Linked DNA regions of Sus scrofa: region 2 is linked to region 1. The links are chromatin contacts, called in public HiChIP or PLAC-seq maps. All regions are on one chromosome and are shown on one strand. The core of a region is the stretch at or near the end of the contact, and the rest is flanking DNA. Distances in the headings are between cores, read along the strand shown.

Region 1 (3,047 bases), core at 383-2,882:
CTTTCACAGACTGGGCTGTGAAATTAACTGAAAGAAATTCTTTTTTTTTTTTGTCTTTTTGTCTCTTTAGGACCACACCCACAGCATATGGAGGTTCCGAGGCTAGGGTCTAATCAGAACTGTAGCCGCCAGCCTACACCAGAGCCACAGCAACATCAGATCCCAGCCAGGTCTTCAACCTACACCACAGCTCACGGCAGCACTAGATCCACAACCCACGGAGGGAGGCCAAGGATCGAACCCTCAACCCCATGGTTCCTAGTTGGATTCGTTTCCACTGAGCCATGATGGGAACTCCTGATTCTTGGACTCCATCCTCACTCCCCACAACAGAAATCTTCACAGCAGCTCAACCTCCCATACCTCTAACCCCTCCACAGGGTAACATAAGTAAACACTGCAACTAAAGGAAAGGCAGTTTCACGGAAAGCTTAGTCCCACAGAATGTCTTAAAGTTAATGAATGAGAGTTCCAGTTGTGGCATGGCGGAAACAAACCCGACTAGGAACCATGAGGTTTCATATTCGATCCCTAGCCTTGCTCAGTGGGTTAATGATCTGGTGTTGCCGCGAGCTGTGGTGTAGGTCGCTCGAAGACAGGCTCAGATTCTGCGTTGCTGTAGCGTGGGCCAGCAGCTGTAGCTCCGACTGGACCCCTAGTCTGGGAACCTCCATATGCCGCAGGTTCGGCCCTAAAAAGTAAAAAATAATAAGGTTTATGAACAAGATCTTCTGACAGTTTTAAAAAATGGCTAAAAGTGCCTGGAAATCTCTCGTCAACATAACTGCAAATTTCCCCCAGACAAGATTAACCCCTCCCTCCTGGAAATTCCCACGGTACTTAATCTGTGACTATCCGAGGTCATCTTTTCCTACAGTACTCTTGGAGAAACACATTTATTTCCCAAGCATACATCTTCCAAAATAAGTATCTTATTTCCCCTACTTTACCGTAGGCCTATAGAAGACAAAAAATCTTATGATTGACCTATGTCGCCCAAACCAAGCATATATTAGATGCTCAAAAAAAAAGTTAAATATTCCCTTATTTCTGTTTACAGCAGTTTATTCTTCATGATGGTCACTTCACAGTAAGTCCCGTGAGCTTAACATATCTCTGATATACTTACTATACTTCCTTTTTATGGATGAGAAATCGAAGATAAGTGCTTTCCTTCGGTCACAGTGCTAGTAAGATGCAGAAGCAAGATTCCATCTCACAGCTTTTGAATCTTACGCATAATTCCAGAATACGCCCCTTCCCCGCGCGTGTGTCGGCCCCGCCTCCCCGGTGGCTGCGCGAACACACCAGAACCCCCTCGGCGTCCCACTGGTGACAGCAGGGAGCGACGGGCGTCCGAACCGCCGGGCCGAGCGTCTGCACCTGCCCGGCAAGCGCACTGAGGGGGGGGGGTCGAAGCCTCGAGGGCCGGGGCGGGGCAGGGGCCCACCTGCTCAAAGCCGGTTCCTCGTCGCTAGGTTCTTCAACTGCGTAGGGGTCGTAGTCACCTTGGAGGCGGTTCATGGTGGCCTGCACCCACCAACACCGTCCTCAGGCGTCGACAGGATATCTGTTTACTCCGCCGGTCCCTTCCCTAAAGCGCTCCTACACCACTTCCGCCAGCACTTCCTGCGCGCTTGCGCAGACCATCCCAGCAAGGGGTGGGGAAAGGGGAGCGTCCCAGTGTCCTGCTGCTGCGCCCTGCAGCTTCTGCTTCCTAGGAACCCGCTTCCTTATTTCTTATTCATTATTATTATTACGAAGTTACAGTCGGCACCCTCAGAAGTGGCAGTCTCTGAGATTAGCCCTGTACTTGCAGTGTGTCACGTTATGACGAGAAAACGCCAACATCTGTGTGCTGAGGAATTGTAGCCTGAGATCGGGGCCAGTAGGTCTCCAGACAGTAGCACCCGATGTCCCCAACCTTCTCTCCTGAAGTCCTTATGCCTTCTTTTCACGTGAGACTGCCTTTCCCTCACACTGCTCACTTCTCAGTCTGACCTCTGCCCTACCGACTACCTACCGAAAAGTTGCGAGGTCGTCACCTAAGTAATTGCCTTTACTTGGCCTCTTTTCCGTCCCGAAAGAAAGAAAGAAGTTCCCATTGTGGCGCAGCGGAAAGGAGTGTGACTAGGAACTATGAGGTTGCAGGTTCGATCCCTGGCCTCGCTTAGTGCTTTAAGAATCTGTCGTTGCAGTGAGCTGTGGTGTAGGTCGCAGATGGGGCTCGGATTCCGCGTTGCTGTAACTGTGGCCTAGGCTGGCGGCTGTAACTCTAATTGGACCCCTAGCCTGGGAACCTCCATATGCCGTGGGTGAGGCCCTAAAAGACAAAAAACCAAAAAAGACATTTTCCTCCCCTTTTTCTGTAGGCCTATACTCCAGGCCTGCCTCCTTACCAACAGCTCTCCCCTCTTCTTGATTCTAATCAGATGACTACCCGGTCTTATTTAATCTTTGCCTTCTCCCCCATGCACTGCCGGTTTTCCAATTGCTTTGCTCCATATCTCCGCCTGTTGCAGCGCTGACAATTCAGTCAGTGCAGCCCAACTCAGCTCAGCATCTTTCCATCCCATTCTTATACCTCACAAATAGCTACCTATGACCCAGTTTCTGCCTTTGGAAGTTCCTGTTGGGGGCAGAGGAAACAATTTGAGCAGTATCCCTGAAGGATGTGGGTTCAATCCCTGGCCTCGCTCAGTGGGTCGGGGATGGGGGTTGCCATGAGCTATGATGAGCGATGGTATAGGTCTCAGAGACTGCTCAGATCCTGCTTTGCTGTGGGTGTGGTGTAGGCCGGCAGCTGTAACTCCAATTAGACCCCTAGCCTGGGAACTTCCATATGCGGCAAATATCGCCCTAAAAAGCAAAAAAAAAAAAAAGTCGTATATTTAAAAAAAAAAATTTCTGCCCTTGGCTGCTTCCTCCATCCTCACAAGTGCCATAGACCAGAAGTCTTGGAACTGATTGATTCATTTCTCTGCCCCTCCATGAGCCCCAGGTCCCAAGTACTGCAGATCTCTTAGCAACTTTTCTCTCATCTACAT
Region 2 (3,047 bases), core at 296-2,795, 63 kb before region 1:
GAAACTGAACTGTAGTAACAAATAAATGGTGTAGAAAATTAGAGCATACTTTACCTTCAAACTTTAAATCCAAAACATGCATTCTGGTTCTTAAATTCCAGGTTTGTAAAGAAATGTCAACAATAATAAAACTAAGTTTGCTTGTAAGCAGCTAAGATACCTCAGAAGTGGTGAAACAAAAGACTCTGCTTTTAGTGCAATCTTATGCCTGTTTAATATAAATAAACACACTGATTAAGCCTTGGAATGAAATTACCTCAGTCATTCTACCACAATGCAATAATGCATTTGCAAAGTTGTTCAAAGTTGTTCTGAAGCTACTCCAAACTAAACCACATTGAAGAGGAGAGGCCCTATAGGAAGCAAGCATGCTACGTAAATTATGTTCCTCATTGGCCCCCAAGTTAAAAAAAAAAAAGTTACATCTAATTATTAGTGTTTATTCTAGAATAATATCAAAGGATCTCAACACAGACAAGTGGAGACACTTCGGGAAGCATTTCTTCACAACCTTGAGTTATTAACTGAGGTTATGAAAGTTAGATGCCTTAAGATAACAGGCAAACTGCTTAGCAGAGTTGCTTGGCTCACAGTAAACGCTCAATAGTCGGACAAGTAGTTATTGGCGATCTATTAAACGGTTTCAAACACTACCTACAACTAACCACAAATTCCTTTCGAGCTTGACTGCTAAGAACTGTGCAAATGGCAAATTAACGAGTAGAATGCACTTTTTAAACTAACCATCATGAAGACCAAATAGGTACAATTTAAAAAATTGCTTTCTAAAACTATATTGGGACGCCATGAACACAAATTCACAACCGGATTTAAAAGCTGATAAACTGGTTAGCATTTTCATTAGAACTAAAGCCAGGTAAATCAGGGACAGTTAAAGGTCAAAGCCGTCCGAGCCGGGAGCAATCTGCTCCACTTACACCTCCCACAAGAACAGGAGACTGAACCAAAGGATGCCACGGCTGAAGTGCAAGGGTAGGCACACCAGGCACACATCGCCGGAGGGGAATCTCCTCCACTAATAAAGACGCTTCTATTTCGGGTCAAGTGACTCATCCGCGACCTCGGATCTCAAGAGTTCCCGCCGCCTCCCCACCCCCCACCACCGCAGGAGCGTCACCCTCGGCGCCGAGACCTCGGCTCCGCGTGCCCGCCACGAAGAAACGAGTCGGTGCGCGGCTCCCGCGGGGCCGCCTCTCCGCCCTCCCGCCGCCCCCCTACCACCCAGCCCTCCAGGGCCTGGGCCCCGGGAGGATGCGGCCCCGGCTCCGCGCCCCCACCGGGCCCCGAGGCCCGGGCAGGATACTGAACACAGTCCGCTCCCACGGCTCCAGCATGTAGAGCGCCGTGACCAGCAGGTACTGGTAGTAGAACCAGGACATTTGCTTCCAGGCCCGCGCCAGCGCCATCCCGGACAAACCGCCACCCGCGTTGCAGCTGAACGTCAGTCTGTCCGGCCGGCCTCCCGTGCGCGCCCTAAACCCCCGGCCACCAGGCCCGCCCGCCCGCCACCCCGCGCCCATTGGCCCGCCCGGCCCGGCGCGTCACCCGTGGGCACGCCCAGCTCCGCGCGCGCTCGGACCGCCGGCCGCGAGCCCCGCCCTGCCGGCGCTCATTGGCCAGGCCTCGGCCTCGCGCCGTGTCCGCCCCCTCGGTGTTTCCGCCCTCCCCGGGCCGCGCCCACGCGAGCCGGAGAACTGTCCCCGCGAGAGCGCCCCGCCGGGCCCCGCCCGGCCCAGCCTCGAGCGGTAGTTGGTGGGCGGGGCGTTGTGCCCACTGGGGGCGGGCGCTGGCTCCCTTGTACGGTGGGTCCACCCAAGTCTTGCCCAGAAACAAGGGTCGAAGAAATATTTGTGAAATACCAGTGATGCCTTAGGCGTCCTACTGGGCTGGAGGATTACTAGTGTGAACAGGAACGTAATACGTTCCTTACCTCGTCGGGTACGGTTTACCATCTAGCGAGGGAGACAAGCGGTCAGCACACACATGCAATCAGAGCTGTGATCAGTGCAGAGAAGGAGAATAAGGTGCTCGGAGAGGATGCAGAGGTGAATAGAACCCGGTCAACGAAGTTAGGGAAGGCATCTGAGAAAAAGAGATGAACCCTTGACCCTCTTCCTCCCTCCCCATGCACACATGCACTCAGACACACAAAAACACCCACATAGACCGACATCTGTGCATTCCTGAACCTAAAGACAAAAGAGATTACCCTAAATACATCTATCTGTTCACTTCTTTTAGTGTTTCTAGGTGCTATGTAGGTCAAGGCCAGGAGAAAGACGCAGATCTTGTGGGTTCTGCAGGCGACAGGCCGCTTGCAGTCTGTCTGTAGGCAGGTACCTCCAGGAGATTTGCCCTTAAATGTTCAGGTTTTTCCACTGGCAAATGAGCCAGCAACAATGCACTCACCTTCAGGAATGAAGACGCACAGTTAGTGAGATAATTAAATGGCCTGTCATTGAAATGTTAAAAGTTTTCTAAATAGCCTTTTGCTTAAACTTTTAAAACTTTACTGGTTGATAACTATTTATGCATTTAGACTGCTGTCGAGCTAAACATAAGGGATAGAAAGACAGACAGACTGAGATCTGCCTTCATAAATTACCTGGTCTACCAGGGAAGAGAAGCAAGTTAACGGATTACAGTGAATTGTTGTAAAGGGTATTTTTATGTTATGTGTAGAATGCTATGATAGCCCAGAGAAAATGAAATTGGTATTGTAAAAGTCTTCTGGGTTTTTTTGTTTGCTTGCTTTCTGTTTTTGTCTTTTTAGGGCCACACCCACTACATGTGGAGGTTCCCAGGCTAGGGGTTAAATGGGAGGTGCAGCTGCTGGCCTGTGCCACAGCCACAGCAACGCCAGATCCAAGCCATGTCTGTGACCTACATAATAGCTCATGGCAATGCCAGACTCTTTAAACCACTGAGCAAGGCCAGGGATTGAACCCACATCCTCATGGATACTAGTCGGGTTCGTTACTTTTGAGCCATGACTGGAACTCCAGTATTCTAAAAGGCTTCTGGGA

What was found. HiChIP or PLAC-seq counts read pairs in DNA pulled down with a chosen protein or histone mark.
Region 2: a contact with region 1 is called in an H3K27ac HiChIP or PLAC-seq map of alveolar macrophages. The contact joins the promoter of SPTSSA here to the promoter of EAPP in region 1. A contact is called at or near these places in 3 of 47 Hi-C or Micro-C datasets (epiblast stem cells, heart right ventricle and skeletal muscle) and 2 of 2 datasets of contacts at active chromatin or transcription factors (alveolar macrophages and skeletal muscle).

The regions. Positions count from the first base shown.
Region 1 is chr7:65,238,794-65,241,840 of Sscrofa11.1, reverse strand. It overlaps EAPP (E2F-associated phosphoprotein), which reads right to left and starts at 1,632. Exons shown (of 6, transcript XM_001928370.5): 1 at 1,451-1,632. The coding sequence starts at 1,524. All of the region lies in intron 3 of LOC110261577 (a long non-coding RNA gene), which reads left to right.
Region 2 is chr7:65,301,385-65,304,431 of Sscrofa11.1, reverse strand. It overlaps SPTSSA (serine palmitoyltransferase small subunit A), which reads right to left and starts at 1,545. Exons shown (of 2, transcript XM_001926473.3): 1 at 1,325-1,545. The coding sequence starts at 1,541.